Regions from separate parts of the Sus scrofa genome. Here region 2 is linked to region 1. A link is a contact called in public Hi-C data. All regions are on one chromosome and are shown on one strand. Each heading gives the region's core, a stretch centred on a gene start, on an enhancer-like site or on the middle of the called end of the contact. The rest is flanking DNA. Distances are from core to core; before and after follow the strand shown.

Region 1 (7,640 bases), core at 2,496-4,995:
GTTGCAGGTTCGATCCCTGGCCTTGCTCCATGGGTTAAGGATCCGGCGTTGCCGTGAGCTGTGGTGTAGGTGGCAGACGCAGGTCGGATCCCGCATTGATGTGGCTCTGGCGTAGACCAGCAGCTACAGCTCCGATTGGACCCCGAGCCTGGGAACCTCCATGTGCCGCAGGAGTGGCCCTAGAAAAGGCAAAAAGACAAAAAAAAAAAAATTACCCTGGGACAGTGGACACAAATGTCGACTGTCTGGAGAACACCTGTCCAGTGGTCCCCCGAATTATGTAGGGCTGCAGTGACCAACAAGCAGAGGGGCCTTGGGGTCTTAGGCTTCGGGTCCCAAGGGGGGTGGGGGGCAGGGCAGGATGACTTCCGGTGGGGAGGAGGGAGGCTCACTTGTTCTTGAAGTCCTCCACCAGGCCCTGCATGTTGCCAAGCTCCACCTCCAGCTTCAGCTTCTCCTGGGCCAGGGTTTCCAGCTGCCGCCGGAGGTTGTTGATATAGCTCTCGAACATGTTGTCGATGTTGCTCCGGGCCGTCTTCTGCTGCTGCAGGAGGTTCCATTTGGTCTCCAGAACCTTGTTCTGCTGCTCCAGGTGCCGCACCTGCATACGAGCAAAAAGATCCACATCGCATATCAGGACAGGGCTCAAGGTCTAGGCTGAAGCAAGCACTGTCTTTTCCCCTAATCTACTCCCCAAGCAGTGTGGGGGGGTGTCTCTGGAACCCCAGAATCTGTTGGGCTGTTCTGGGGGGGAATTACCTATGATCTGAGAGAGCATGGGCAGTGGGGTACAGAGCCGTGTCCCTCTAGGGCTGGGCTGGGGGTAGCTAGCGGGCATATTGAAGCTCTCTTTAGGGATCAAATAGATCCTATTGACTTAGATTGTATATTACAGGTCAATAAAAGTAGCCACGTTTTGAGTAACATTTTATATATGATTGAAAAAGAAAATATAGGTGGTTTATATCAAATAATATTGACATCGCCATTATGATTTGGAGTGGCCTGGAGGGACTCAACGATGATGGGGAAACTCTAGCCCTACCACCTGGACAGCGTTGGCCACAAGACCAAGGTTTTAGCCAAACACTGCTACTGACCTTGAGCTGCCTCCCCTCTCCGGGCCTGGTCTCTTCAACCCGACAATAGCCTGGAAGTACTCAGGCAGACCCTATCAGGAGCCCCACTTCTGTGCAGAAGTCACTTTTAGCCAAGAAAGAGGCAAGAAGCTAGGGAAATCCGTTTGCAAACTGAAGACACCCTCCTCCCCACAGCCCTCGGAGTTCTCCAACATCCAAGCCCACCCTACCCCCCTCCACCCCGAATCTGCAACCCTCTTCTGCCCTAAACACAGAGGTCCTCAGTTCCCTGAGCTCAAGGAATCTAGATTTCAGGACAAAATTAAGGCCTGTGGGACGGGAAATTTTGAAAAAGAATCATAGGCTGATTCCAAAAAGAGGACTGCATTTCGCTTAATCAACCCCAAGTTCAACTTTAAAAATGGGAGGACTCAGAAGAGAAGATTGCCTTAAGGGTCTGGTCCAGAGCCAGCGAAGCCCTCTCTGTAAATCCCTTTCTTCCCCAGCTCATTCTGCCCCCAAATTATTTAAAAAATAAGTGACGTTAGGAGTTCCCACTGTGGTGCAGTGGAAATGAATCTGACTAGTAACCTTGAGGTCGAGGGTTCAATCCCTGGTCTTGCTCAGTGGGTTAAGGATCTGGCAATGCCGTGAGCTGTGGTGTGGCTCACAGATGCAGCTCGGATCCTGCATTGCTGTGGCTCTGGCGTAGGCCAGTGGCTGTAGCTCCAATTAGACCCCTAACCTGGGAACCTCCATATGCTGCAGGTGTGGCCCTAAAAAGCAAAAAAAAAATAAATAAATAAGTGATTTTTACCTTGTAGCCTTATTGGAGTGTTTAATGGGGACCAAGCACCGCTAAGCTCTTGACATACATTATTTGCTTGAAGAGGCAAAACCTCATTGATTTGGGGATCAGTGTGCCCATTTTACAGATGAGGAAATCAGATTTAGCAAAGTAGCCCATCAAAGGAAAGGGCAGGGCACGGGAACCAGGACTTGGGGCTCAGCCTGTGCTTACCTACTCACTGGGACCCCAGAGCTTGCAAAAGGCAGTCAAGGAGTCAAGGGTGTTTAAAACCAAGGCGGCAGCAAGCCCTCCCCAAACCACGGGAGGCCGGCTTCCTGGTCGGGGGAGGGGGGGAAGGCTCCAATTCCCAAAGGCTGAAATCTGCCCCAGGATTTCCCTCCCTCCGCTCCCACAAGGCCTCCCAGGAGCCAGCCAGCAGGGAGGGGCCGGTCCTCCCAGGAGCTGGGAGCCCTGGGGCCCCTGAGGCAGCAAACCCCCCAAGGCTGCAAAACCCGGCCTGGAGGTTTACCTGGGAGAGTGGAGCCAAGCCTTTGGGGCGGAGCCAGGGCAGGGGACAGTGAGAGGGGACAAGGGCCGAGCGGGGAGGGGCGTTGGCGGACAGACGCCTTATCTGAAGCCATAAACTCCGGAGTTTAACGGGACGTGAAACCCGGGTGGGGTGTCCCACGCCCCGCAGACTTTGAATCCTGGATGGGCTTTCCTGAAGCCAGCCCCTGGCGTCCCCCCACCCCACTCCGACACACCCACGCAACCCCAGATGCTATGAGCTCGGCAGGTGGAGGGGCAGATCTCCAGGACTTCGGGCCTCTGCCCCTCACCCCACGGTAGGGGCGGGTCTCTGCCCCGCCCGACCCCACCCACACGGCCGGTTCCAGCCCGGCCCAGGAATGAGTCTTACTGATGCCCCCCACACTGGGGCCCTGAGACGCCAAAGGCCTCGATCAATATTTGCCTGTTTGAATCAAGACACCTGCTTCCTTCTCCCAGAATCCTATCAAACCTCTGTTTATTTAAAAAAAAAAAAAAAAACTGAAGCACAGGGGCCCCACTGGGAAGCCCTTGAGGTGGCGCTAGGGAAGCAGAGTGAGCTCCCCTCCCAGCCCACAGCTGAAGAGCTGGGAGTCTACCAGGCTGGAGGCTTTACAGAGGGTCAGCCCTCTGTTGGGGTGAGGTGGGCCAGGGAGGGAAGGAGCCCCGAGATTGAGGGTCAGAAGCCGCCCAGACCCCGCCCCACCCGCAGCCCTTCCCCTGCCCAAACCAAAGTACACCCGGCAGGGCGGCGTTCTCAGCTGGAAGAGAAAGTGTTGCCAGGGTGGGTGGTGCCCAGCGGAAGGTGAGTAGTAGGGGCCTGGAGATGTGCCCACGAAGGGTGGGGTGACCAAGAGAAAGGGCTGGGATCCTGGACGGGGCCCCAGGCACAGCCAGCCACGCAGGGGGAGCTCTCACCTTGTCGATGAAGGAGGCAAACTTATTGTTGAGAGTCTTGATCTGCTCCTTCTCCTGGGTGCGCACGGCCTGGATGTTGGGGTCCACCTCCAGCTTAAGGGGGCTCAGCAGGCTCTGGTTCACTGTGACAGCTGTGATGCCTCCCAAGCCTGAGGGCCCACCGTAACCTCCAACCAGACTCATGCCAGAGCCCAGGCCACCCCGGAAGCTGCTGCTGCTGCTGCCCACCCGGGAGAAGGCCGAGGAGCTGATGCGGGTGCCCGGCCCGCTGGTGTAGGAGCGGCTGCTGAAGGACCGGGGGCCGGAGGTGGACACTTTGTAGGACTTCTGGGTCACCCGGATGGACATGGTGGAGGCTGGAGAGGAGGCGAGTAGGCCGGAGCAGAGATTCAAGGAGTCGAGAGCTGCTTCTCGGTGGGGGACAGCTCCCCGGATGGCCTTTTATACAAGAGAGCCCAGCCCCAAAGGAGGGGATCGGCCTTGTAGCTGAGTGGCTAGGCCCGAGGGGGCAGGGCCAAACCTGACACCTGCCACCTACAGGCTGGACTCAGGTGGGGGCAGCAGAGAGCTGCGCCCTCCCAGGAGCCCACTCCAGCACCACCCCCGGCCCAGGAAAGGGCCATTCCGGGAATGTGAACATGGAAGGGCTCTCTACCAGCCTCTACAGGTTTCCCGAAACAAAGGAACTTGCCTGGGGTCGCCCAGCCATGGCAACCCGGACTCCTGGGACTTATCTCCTTCCCTCGTGGGAAAGAAATTCTCAGACCGGGAAGCAGCAGGAAAGGGATCCCTGGCATTTGAGTCTCCCCTGAACGGGTGGACCCCCCCCCAAAGACACGACCCTGTGTTCTGGTCACTTTGAATGATGACCAAGTTCTGCCCAGGCTGAAGGACAGGGCATCCAGGTTCTGGATCCTTGAACCTGAGGTCAGCCATTTGCCCGGTCTCTCCTCAGTTACTGCTGTGCGTTCAGCACTTGGTGCAATGCCAGGGGTGGGAGGCTGGGTAAATATCTGCGGAATGAATGAACACACACACACACACACACACACACACGCTCTCTTCCCTCCGAGGCTGGAGGTGCAAGTCAAAGTGAGATCCAGCACAGCCCTTTCCTGGCCACAACCCTGTGTCTCCTTTCAAGATCCCAGGAGTCCCCCGGGCCAGGCTGCACACCACGAGCCTTGCTGAAAGGCCCAGAGAGGGATGAACAAGAGTTCGAGGGTGAGGTGGGGGCAGCTGCATGGGGGGGGTTCAATCTCCTCCCTTTCACTGCAGCTTGAGGGAGTCGTTCCCAGAGCTCCCCGGTGTGAATCACAGGAAGGGAGACAGGACTGCGGGGGAGGGGGATAGAGTGGGGGGCACCCATGGCGAGTCCACCTGCAGCCCCCTGGCCCCTCCTTCTCTTTCTCTTCCCAGGCCCCCAACTGGGAGAGGAGAGGGAAGAGTCCCTGCACCTGTCTCACCAAACCCATTATGAGAATGACTAAGGAGAGCGGGTCAGGGCACCGCGTGCACCTGCAGAAGGTTAGAGAATGGGGAGCTGAGTAAGGCACCCCAGGCCTGGGTGCGGCCAGGTGGGGCAGGCTGTGGGTGGAAAGCAGGAGGTTTAGGTCCCCGAGGCAGAGATTCCAGCTGCAGTTACCTAATGGCTGGGGCTGGATTCTCTGAACACTCCTGCAGGCCATGCCGTTGGGACTGGTGGTTGTTAAATAGAGATCCCCCCTCCCTGGGGGGAGAGAGGGAGGGGCGGCCCCCAGCCCCCAGCCCCAACCCAGGAAAGAGGGTGACTTTTACTGTGCACCTACCCGGAGGGCAGATGTGCAGGTTCCCCCCCATCTTTCTCCAGTGGCAACACCACGGGTTGCAGAGGACAGGCACCGAGACCCCTCCAGAGGGACAGTGAGACGCAGAAGCCCCCACCTTGGGGGACAGACAGAAATCCAAAAAGACAGACACACAGATAAGCTCCCCCCAGATCACACAGTAGGACACACTTTGAAGTCCCTTCCGGAAACACAATCCCAGAGATTCTCGGAGGGGACACAGTGACCACAGCCCTCTCTCCCCTCCCCTCTGCTCTCCTCCCCACCCTCCCCAGGCTCTGGCCTCCTGCCACACAGAACCAGGCAGAAGGAAATCCAGTCAGTACCTGTTTGTACCAGGCCCTCTCTCGGCCCCTTTAACAATGCTTTATTTTCCAAGGATCGATTTGAATGCAAGCGACCCCCCTCCCCAGCAAACACCCACACTGCACAGGGCAGAGGCTTCACCTTCCTGAGACCACAAGGAGGGGTGTGGGCCCGGTGCCAAATCAGGCACCGAGGAGGCGGAAGGGGAGAGGGAGGAGCTGGTCAGACAGGTCTGGCAGCCCCGGAGGGGGAGGACGACCCGCTGCCCACTTCTCCTCCCCCACACTGTGGTCCACACCTCTGTGGGGACCTGGGGGAGAGCCCTTACCTGAAGCCCTGAGCACAGAACTGCAACCCAGAGCCCTTCCTGAAACCTCAGCCCCTGGGCCCCCACCCGCCTGGTTCCCTGGTTCCAGGAGTGCCTTTTGTTTAAGAGAAGGACAAATCGGGCTACAAGGGACCCTGTGGTTTTCAGGCTACAGGGCCGGCCCAGATCTCACCTCTTTGCTGGGCAGCTCTGAACAATCCCTGGCCAGAAGTGTTTGCCTCTCACTTGTCAGTTCCCTATTGCCCAGAGACCCCAGCCAATCCCCCCACCCCATCCCCATGCCTCTGTGCCCCAAGCCCAGCGGGCTGGTGCTGCCCTCTCCAGGGGCCCCTGCCTGGGATTCCATGATGGAAGCAGGAGGAGGAGGTCCCAGGGAAGAGAAAACTGGACTGGGGTGGCCCACAGGGACCACTCCTTGTAAGGGTGTCTCTGGCCACTATGGTTCACACACCACTGCCCACCCAACAAAAGGGAAAGTGTTTTTTGGTGACTGCTTGGCCAGACTCTTCTGCTCCAAACTGCCTTGTGGAGGTCAGAAGAGGGAAGAGGAATTCCCGTTCTGGTGCAGCAGAAACGAAGCTGACTAGTAACCATGAAGTTGCCGGTTCAATCCCTGGCCTCACTCAGTGGGTTAAGGATCTGGCGTTGCTGTGGCTGTGGTGGAGGCTGGCAGCTGCAGCTGCGATTTGACCTCTAGCCTGGGAACCTCCATAGGCCGCGGGTGCAGCCCTAAAAAGCCAAAAGATAAATAAATAAATAAATAAATAAATGAAGAGGGAAGAAGAGACACTCGCCACTCGCCCCTCCACCCAGAGGGTGATGGCACAGGATGCCTCCGAGGTGGCCCTGAGACCCTCAGCGGCTGGGTCAAGGCTGAGGGCCCAGATGGGTGAGCAGGGTAGCCCTTGTCCCTACGTTGTCACTCACAGTCGTTGCCAGAGAGGGTCTGAACAAGTTCTTCTCAGTGATGGGGACCGTGACACAAAGACACCACATTCACAGAAGCACCATTCACAGCAGCCAAAATGGACGTGACACGCATGTCAACCAACTGACTGGAGAAACAAAATGTGGCATACCCAGGAGTTCCCATCGTGGCTCAGTGGTTAACGAATCCAACTAGGAACCATGAGGTTGTGGGTTCCATCCCTGGCCTCGCTCGTTGGGTTAAGGATCCAGCGTTGCTGTGGCTGTGGCGTAGGCTGGCAGCAACAGCTCAGACTAGACCCCTAACCTGGGAACCTCCATATGCCTCGGGTGCAGCCCTAAAAAGACAAAAGAAAAAAAGAAAGTGACAGATCCATCCAATGGTATATTCCTCTCATTGAAAAGGAATGAATTGCCGATCCAGGCTACAGCCAGGATAAACCTCAAAAACATGCTGAGTGAAGCAAGCCAGTCACAGAAGATCACATATTCCCTGATTCTATTTATATGAAATCTCCAAAATAGGCAAATCCATACAGAAGGCAGATCTCTGGTTGCCAAACCACCTTCAAGTTGTGGGAAATGGAGGCTGAAAGAAGGGAGGTTCTTTTGGGGGCTGATACAAATATTCTCAATTCAATTATGATTGATGGTTGCACAAGCCTGTGAAAATAGTAGAAAACCATTAAATGTACACTCTAAATGGTGGAATTGTCTGGTATGTGACTTATAGCCCAATAAAGCTGTTAGAAAAAAGAAAATTGGAGTTCCCGTTGTGGCTCAGTGGGTTAAGAATCCAACACAGTGTCCATGAAGATGCAGGTTTGACCCCTGGCCTTGCTCAGTGGGTTAAGGACCCATCATTGCTGCAAGCTGCAGCGTAGGTAAGGGATGAGTCTCGTATCTGGTGTGGCTGT
Region 2 (7,640 bases), core at 2,716-5,215, 180 kb after region 1:
ACTCTCCCCTCCCATCCCAAGCTCTCCCCAAGCCCCCCAGTACCATGTGTGAAACTTTCTCCAGAGTCAGAAACAGCCTGAAGGCTGGAAGCCCCTCATCCCTGCACTTTTGCAACTTGCCTGCGCCCTCCCCCCCCCCCCTTAAGGGCTGAATCACACAGGCTCCTGGGACCAGTGGGGTTGAGCTGGGCTGAGCCTCAGGAAACCAGAAGAGAGAGGCCCCACTGCAGCGCCCCCAAAGTAACCATGTCTCAGGCCTGGGAAGGGTGGGCTGAATCACAGCAGGGTCACAGCGGGGACACACATTCCACTTGGGTCCCTGCTGACCCCCTCTGGCGGCCATTGCTCTTCTGCCCCATCTCCCTGGCTTGGGGCACCCCCTGCTGGCGTCTGGTGGAACTGCCAGGTCTTTCCACCCAAAGCTCAGGGCCTCTCAATTTTTTTTTATTCTGATTTATATTTCTTTGATTTTTTAAAAATTGACTTTTAATTGATTTTTTGCTTTTCGAAAGGCTTTTCCCTTATAAACCTTAACACTAGTCTGGAGATATTGTCAGGAAAGGTAATGTCACCATTTGTCAGAAAAAGAAACTGAGGCCAGGAGGGGGTGAAGCCAACTTCTTAACCCCATCACTACTCTGGAAGCCCTGCTAGTTTCCACTTGGCTGTGGTCTTTGACATCTGGTTGATTTCCAGCCTCTTCTTCCTCCGTTCATCTTGTGGCTGTAGGGGAGAATCCTAAGGAGAGTAAGCCCCAAGCAGGGACCACGCGCTCGCAGGACGTGAACCGCAGGGACCCACAGAAGAGTCCGGGGACCTCTACCACTCCCTCCCGGCCCAATCCTGGGGGCGTCCAAGACACTGAGATGGTGCGTTTGGGGCTGGGAAGGAGCAGGAGGGGTGGGGAGCCCTGGAGAGTCCCATCTGAGACTGATCCCTTGGGCTTGGAGAAGTCACTCATGTGGATCCTGGGAGCCTGGTTGGGGGAGGCCAGCAGGCGCTGCAGTGGAGCTGTTGCTTCTTCCAGGGCCCTTGCCGCAGACATCTGGACTCAGTGCTGCAGCAACTCCAGACCGAGGTCTTCCGAGGGGCCCACACCCTCTACGTGCCTAATTGTGACCACCGGGGCTTCTATCGGAAGCGGCAGGTGAGGCCATTTCTCTCCTCTCTTGGTCCATCTGTTCATCCCAGCTCCTACCTGGGGTTGGATGCATGGGGTGGGGGGCTTATGGAGTGACAGAAATAAGACACAGCCCCTATTTTAGGAATCTCCCAACTTTAGGGCCCACACAGACATAGAGAATAACCAACAGCAGCAGTAGGAGAGGAGTTAGACTGCCTAAGTAGTGCCTGACTCAGAGGCTCACAAACTCGAGGGGCCTGAGAACCCACTTAGAGGGCTGTGAACACAAATGGCTGAGCCCTGCCTGCAGAGCTGGAGAATTTACATTTTTTTTTTTTTCTTTTTTGGCCGCCCCCATGGCACATGGAGTTCCCGGCCAGAGAGCAGATGATCCAAGCTGCAGTTGCAACCTAAGCCAAAGCTGCGCCAATGCCGGATCCGTAACCCCCTGTGCCAGGCCAGGGATTGAACCTGTGTCCTAGCACTCCCAAGACTGCCGATCCCTTGAGCTACAGCAGAAACTATGAGAATTTACATTCTAAGGCAGTCTCTAGTGATGCTGATGCTTGGGAACCACGCTTGGAGAACTGCTCTTTTGGCCTAGAAGTATGGCCACAGTTTGGTGGGTGGGGAAGAGAAGCCAAGGGAGGGAACCCAGCGGGCCTCCCTGTCCTGAGAAGGCTCAGACTTAGACTACGACCCAGGCTCAGGAGTCCAAGGAGAATCCCCAACCCATGGGGCCCCTCCCCTCCCTCCTGCCAGAGCCTTGGCCAAACCTCTGATCCCTGCGCCTCTCTCTCCAGTGCCGCTCCTCCCAGGGACAGCGCCGAGGTCCCTGCTGGTGTGTGGATCGGATGGGCCAGCCCCTGGCCGGGTCCCCAGATGGTGATGGAAACGCCCCCTGCCCCTCCGGGAGCAGCGGCTAAGGCTGGGTGGGAGGCTGCAGGGCCACCGGCAGGAGCGTGGGGCCATCATCTTGGGTTATTTGTTGAGTGATGAGTAACTCGGAGGCCCAGCACTCTACCTTCTGGCCCTGCCACATTGTCCCCCTCACCCCAGGACCTCACGCATGGAAAGATTGTTGGTGTTGGCGTGGGGTATTAATAAAGCCGTGTTGGGGTCTCTGGCTTATGTCTCTTCTGTGTTCACCTCCCACATTTCTGGAGTCGCTGTCCCTCCTCCCTACATCACCCCCATCCCATCCAGCCCCCGCAGCCACCCTCTTCTCCTGTGGACTGCATTTGGTCCTTCCCACCACACTTGGAATGGCAGGGACAGCCACTGGCAGAGGTTTCCTGGCCTCACGTCTCATCCAACCACCCACCACCACGGAGGGAGAGGCCGAAGGTGGGGGCAGGGAGAGGCCATGGCCTTGGTCTGAGGTCCTGACCTTGTTTCTAAGACTGATCTTTGGACACAAAGGGAGAGGAAGGATTAATAGTTAATCCCCAGCAGGAGCCCAACAAAGAGGAACTCTCAAGGGGAAGGAAACTATTTTTTTTTTTTTCCCACTGTACAGCAAGGGGGTCAGGTTATCCTTACATGTATACATTACAATTACATTTTTCCCCCCACCCTTTCTTCTGTTGCAACATGAGTATCTAGACAAAGTTCTCAATGCTATTCAGCAGGATCTCCTTGTAAATCTATTCTAAGTTGTGTCTGATAAGCCCAAGCTCCCGATCCCTCCCCCTCCCATCAGGCAGCCACAAGTCTCTTCTCCAAGTCCATGATTTTCTTTTCTGAGGAGATGTTCATTTGTGCTGGATATTAGATTCCAGTTATAAGTGATATCATATGGTATTTGTCTTTGTCTTTCTGGCTCATTTCACTCAGGATGAGATTCTCTAGTTCCATCCATGTTGCTGCAAATGGCATTATTTCATTCTTTTTTATGGCTGAGTAGTATTCCATTGTGTATATATACCACTCTTCCGAATCCAATCATCTGTCGATGGACATTTGGGTTGTTTCCATGTCTTGGCTATTGTGAATAGTGCTGCAATGAATATGCGGGTGCACGTGTCTCTTTTAAGTAGAGTTTTGTCCGGATAGATGCCCAAGAGTGGGATTGCGGGGTCATATGGAAGTTCTATGTATAGATTTCTAAGGTAGGAAGGAAACTATTATTTATTGAGCTCTTGCCCTGAACCAGGCCCTGGACTGCCTGCTTTTCCTTGGACTACCTCAGTTGGTGCTTACAGTAGCCCCGTGAGGTAGAGACTGGTGCCTGTTTTTCACAGGAGAAACCCGTAGCTTAAACTATATGGGTTATTTGCCTGAAGATCCACAGCCAGTAAATGATCAACGAGGGAGGATTTAAATCTGGTTCTTCCATATGTGACAGCACCTGGTATTCCTCAGGTGCTGAATAAGTGCACCTGGTATTCCTCAGGTGCTGAATAAGTGCTTGTTTTGCCTCCTGTTGGCCTACCGCCTAAGCTCAGCAGGTGGAGGGAGGAGCCATTGTGCAAGGGGCCCTGGTACCTAGCACTTCCTGGAGGGGCCACGGCACCACCTGTTGTCACAGGTGCCAAGCTCATCAGGATAGAAACCCCACGTACACAAAGAGTCAGAGTCATCAGCAAGTTTCTTGCACACACCTTATCATGGTCTAAGGGAGCTGAGAGCACCGATCCCTGCAGATATTTCTGGCTCCTTCCTGACCTTCAGCCTACTGGAAAGAGATTGGAAGGATGCCAGGCCAGGTGATAAGCCTCAGAGAGGCGAGGTCGCCTCCCCACGACTTGCATGGGTGTCGAGAGCCCACCATTCCTGTGGGAGGGAGATGGGCCCATGGGCGGAGGTTGGGCTATTTGTTGGGGGGTTGTGTCCATGCCTGTGACAGCCAGCAGAGCGGAGCCAGGGCTGAGATGGTGCTGACTTCCTGGATAACCTCTAAACCCCTCCTCCTGAAAGGACTTTGGAGCTGTTAGAGGAGCCGAGGGAGATAAGAGCGTGGCCAGGCAAGCTTGAAGGAAGGGAGGGAACGCTCACTGGCCACCACTGCCTGGTGAAGACACATCATGGAGCCCAGGGCAGCCCAGCTGCGGCAGAGAGGAGGGCTAGGAAAAGAGCAGGAGGACCAGCCCTGCAGAGAAGGGGAGCCCCGATCTGGGAGTGCAGATCGCCCAGGTGGGGTTGGAGGTGGGCATACGCTGTCAGAGGGGGCTCCTGCTGTTTATCTTCACTCCTTCTTGCTGTTCTGGGACAGACCCAGCTTCTGCCCCCTAACGACCCAGCTTCTGCCACCTAACGAGCCAGTTGGGGAGGGGAGGAGAGAAGGGATATTCAGTGCTTTGCCGTATCTTTTTGACTCTTTCACCTGAGTGGGTGATCAGAATAGCTTCCTGGAGTTTCCGCTCTGGCTCAGAGGCTAACAAACCCGACTAGAATCCATGAGGATGCCGGTTCGATCCCTGGCCTTTCTCAGTGGGTTAAAGATCCAGCGTTGCCCTGAGCTGTGGTGTAGGTGGCAGACGTGGTTCAGATTTGAGTTGTTGTGGCTGTGGCGTAGGCTGGTAGCTACAGCTCTGATTCTACCCTTAGCCTGGGAACCTCCATATACTGCGAGTGCAGCCCTAAAGCGACAAGAGATAAAAAAGAGAGAGAGCGAGAATAGCTTCCTGCTCCCTGGGTCCCCGTTTCTAGTAATGTGATCAGGCTCCTTGCTTGCCAGGGGCCTCCTCATCCCCCTGCAAAAATAACTTCCCCAGAGTTCCCATTGTGGCTCAGCAGGTTAAGAACCCGACTGGTATCCAAGAGGATGTGGGTTCGATCCCTGGCCTCGATCAGTGGGTTAAGGATCTGGTGTTGCTGTGGCTGTAGTGTAGGCTGGCTGCTGCAGCTCTGATTCAACCCTTAGCCCCAGGAACTTCCATATGCCACAAATTTGGCCCTAAAAAGCAAAAAGCAAACAAACGAAAACTTCCCCTTCTGATTGCCTGCCACCCCCCTCTGATGATACTAGATATTGACTGTTGGCTGGGAGGCGGGGAGGCTGCTGAGCACACAGAAAGCACTGCCTGGACACAGGATGCCTCTGGGTTTGCACAAGGCAACAGAACCCTAACTCTTCCCCTTTGACCCCATCTCCTAGGAAACAATGAGACACACAGAGGCCCAGATTTGGTACAATGGACCCGGCATATGCAGGTGAGGTCAGAGGTCAACATGGACAGGTCCTAGAGTAAAGGGAGGAAGGGGTGGGGACTGGCTGGGTGATAAAGACAATTTGTTTTTGGGTTCAGCCCTCGCGGATCCGGGGTTAAGACGGAAGAGTTTGAAAGGCAGGTTATCAGGGCAGGGGTCCAAAGTCAGCCTGTGAACAGTCTTCTGATGGCAGGGCTAGAGGTCAGGACAGGGAAGAGAGTGGGGTCAGAGATAATGCAGTGGTTGGGTTTCAGACCCAGGGACTGGGAGTATCTTTCCTGGATCCTCACTGCTGCCCTGAGAAGCCAGAGGGAGTTGAGTTTGGGGGGAACCTCTGGGCGGCAACCGTACTTGTCATCGGTCCATCGCTAGCACTTAGCAACGTGCCTGGCGTAGAAGGAGGCTTAGGAAACGTCTGGTGAATGAGAGGATGGCTAACTGGATGGAGGGACCGTGGGCTCTGCCCTGCTTTGTCTCATAGGCTGTGAAGACGCAGTTGCTGGAGCAGGCGCAGGGCCAGCTGACCGAGCTGCTGGATCGAGCCATGTGGGAGGCTGTTCAATCCTACCCACCACAAGGCGGCCCGATGCCCTCCATCCCTGCAGGGTCCTTGAGCAAGTAAGCGTCTGATGGGCCAGGGGGCTGGGGAACAGTTAAGCAGCCTCCTCCACCGTAAGGATTATGAGCCACAGACATCATCTCACGTGACCCCGAGTTCAGCTTTTCCTCTCCTCCTCTTATCGCCTCGGCCTTCCTGACACTGCCTTTCCAGCTGGTCCTGCCCCCTGGCCCTAACCCTCACCTTCTGCTACTAGTGCCCTTGGCTCCTAAGTATGGACCTTCTGCAAGGCCCTGCCCTCTGCCCGCCGCCTTCTCCCTTTGGGTCCTGACCCAGAACAACTGTGTCAATTCAGGACCCGGGAGCCATCCTTGGGGAAACGAAAAGTTTTCATCATCCGCAAGTCCCTGCTTGAGTAAGTCAGGGGTGAAGAAGGGGGAGGGGGAGGGGAAGAAAAGAAAGGGCTTTGGCTGACGGTCCAAGACACCCCATCTATCATCCTCAGGCTCTAGGGGGGTTGGGGGAGGGCTTGGAGGTGGCTTCTAAGGTTCAGTGTCTCCATTTGCCCCACGTATGACTGTGGAAGAAAGGCCATCAGGATGAGAAGGGTCCGGGTTAGAAATGGCTTTGGACAGACGTCCCAGCCATATCCCAGCCCTGAGCTAGAAGTTCCCAACCGCTAGGCCCCACCCCCACAGGTATCAGTGCCTGAGCTGGTGTGCATGAACTTGAGGAGTCTCCCACTGACCCTCGGGCCCCTGTCCCTCCAGCGAGCTGATGGAGGTGCAGCATTTCCGGACCATCTACCACATGTTCATTGCCGGCCTGTGTGTCTTCATCATCAGCACCTTGGCCATCGACCTCATTGATGAGGGCAGGTAGGCACCGTTCCCGCTCCGAATAGACACACAGATCAGATCCGGCCACCTGGGTCCCTAGCGCTCTACCAGCCACTGGCCCGAGACAGCACAGGCCCCTTCGGATTACGGGACATGCATCAACATGGCTTCCGACAACCTTCCCACCCCAAAGGCCCTCTTGGACTTCTTCCTTCCATAGCTTTGCATGGGCTTTGGTCTGTCTTCCCAGGGTCCGCCCTCTGGGGACACTGCACTGCACTCAAATACTTCTCAATTGGACCTTCGTCCTAAGGCAGATATATGTGCACATATAAACACACTGGCCCGCCCCGTCCTCTCCCACACCCCTTTCCAAGTCAGCACTGGTCAGTTCAGATAAGCTTCATTGAGACTGTCCTAAGTATCAGCCGTGGGGGGCAGAGAGCTGAGGGGCTACCTGCACCCTGGGTGTAAGGCGCTCCCCATCTTGGGAGGAAGATGGACACAACACGAAAGTGCCTTGGTGGATCGCTTCCCCCACAAAGCACCTCCCCACTCTAGAGATGAGCCTCAGGGGGCTGTAGACCCCTGGGGGTCTGGATGTGCATGGCCCCCACCTCACACCACACATGGCTTAAGAAGTGGTGAAAAAAGGACCAAGGATCTACAGGTTCAGCCAAAGCACTTTGGTAAAATTTGGTGAAATTGTTGTTAATTACACGAATATGCTACGGAACAAATCTCCGTGAAAGAAGCAAATACCTGTAAAGTGACCGTCCTTCTTGACCAGCCCCTCCATTCCAGACTGCCCCCAGAGATAACATTTTTTACGGTTTTGAGTTTTCCTCCAGGGCAGTTTCCATGCATCCACATCCAGATGTATATAAAAACCAGGAGGATGTATTTCGTGGAAGTCTACATTAATAAGACACTTTCTGTACCTATTGTTTCCTTTTCACTCCCTAAT

The links. A called contact is a pair of places that touch in the nucleus more often than the background predicts.
Region 2: a Hi-C map of embryonic fibroblasts shows a contact between it and region 1, with 2.9 times the contacts expected there. The contact joins the promoter of SOAT2 here to the promoter of KRT8 in region 1. A contact is called at or near these places in 5 of 47 Hi-C or Micro-C datasets (embryonic fibroblasts, epiblast stem cells, liver and 1 more).

Annotation. Positions count from the first base shown.
Region 1 is chr5:18,176,532-18,184,171 of Sscrofa11.1, forward strand. KRT8 (keratin 8) reads right to left here and starts at 3,746. Exons shown (of 9, transcript NM_001159615.1): 1 at 3,337-3,746; 2 at 393-601. The coding sequence starts at 3,684.
Region 2 is chr5:18,354,976-18,362,615 of Sscrofa11.1, forward strand. It overlaps SOAT2 (sterol O-acyltransferase 2), which reads left to right and starts at 3,966. Exons shown (of 15, transcript XM_021091697.1): 1 at 3,966-4,270; 2 at 5,223-5,278; 3 at 5,757-5,893; 4 at 6,190-6,249; 5 at 6,605-6,712. The coding sequence starts at 4,150. It overlaps IGFBP6 (insulin like growth factor binding protein 6), which reads left to right. Exons shown (of 4, transcript NM_001100190.1): 2 at 730-869; 3 at 1,028-1,147; 4 at 1,927-2,245. The coding sequence ends at 2,049.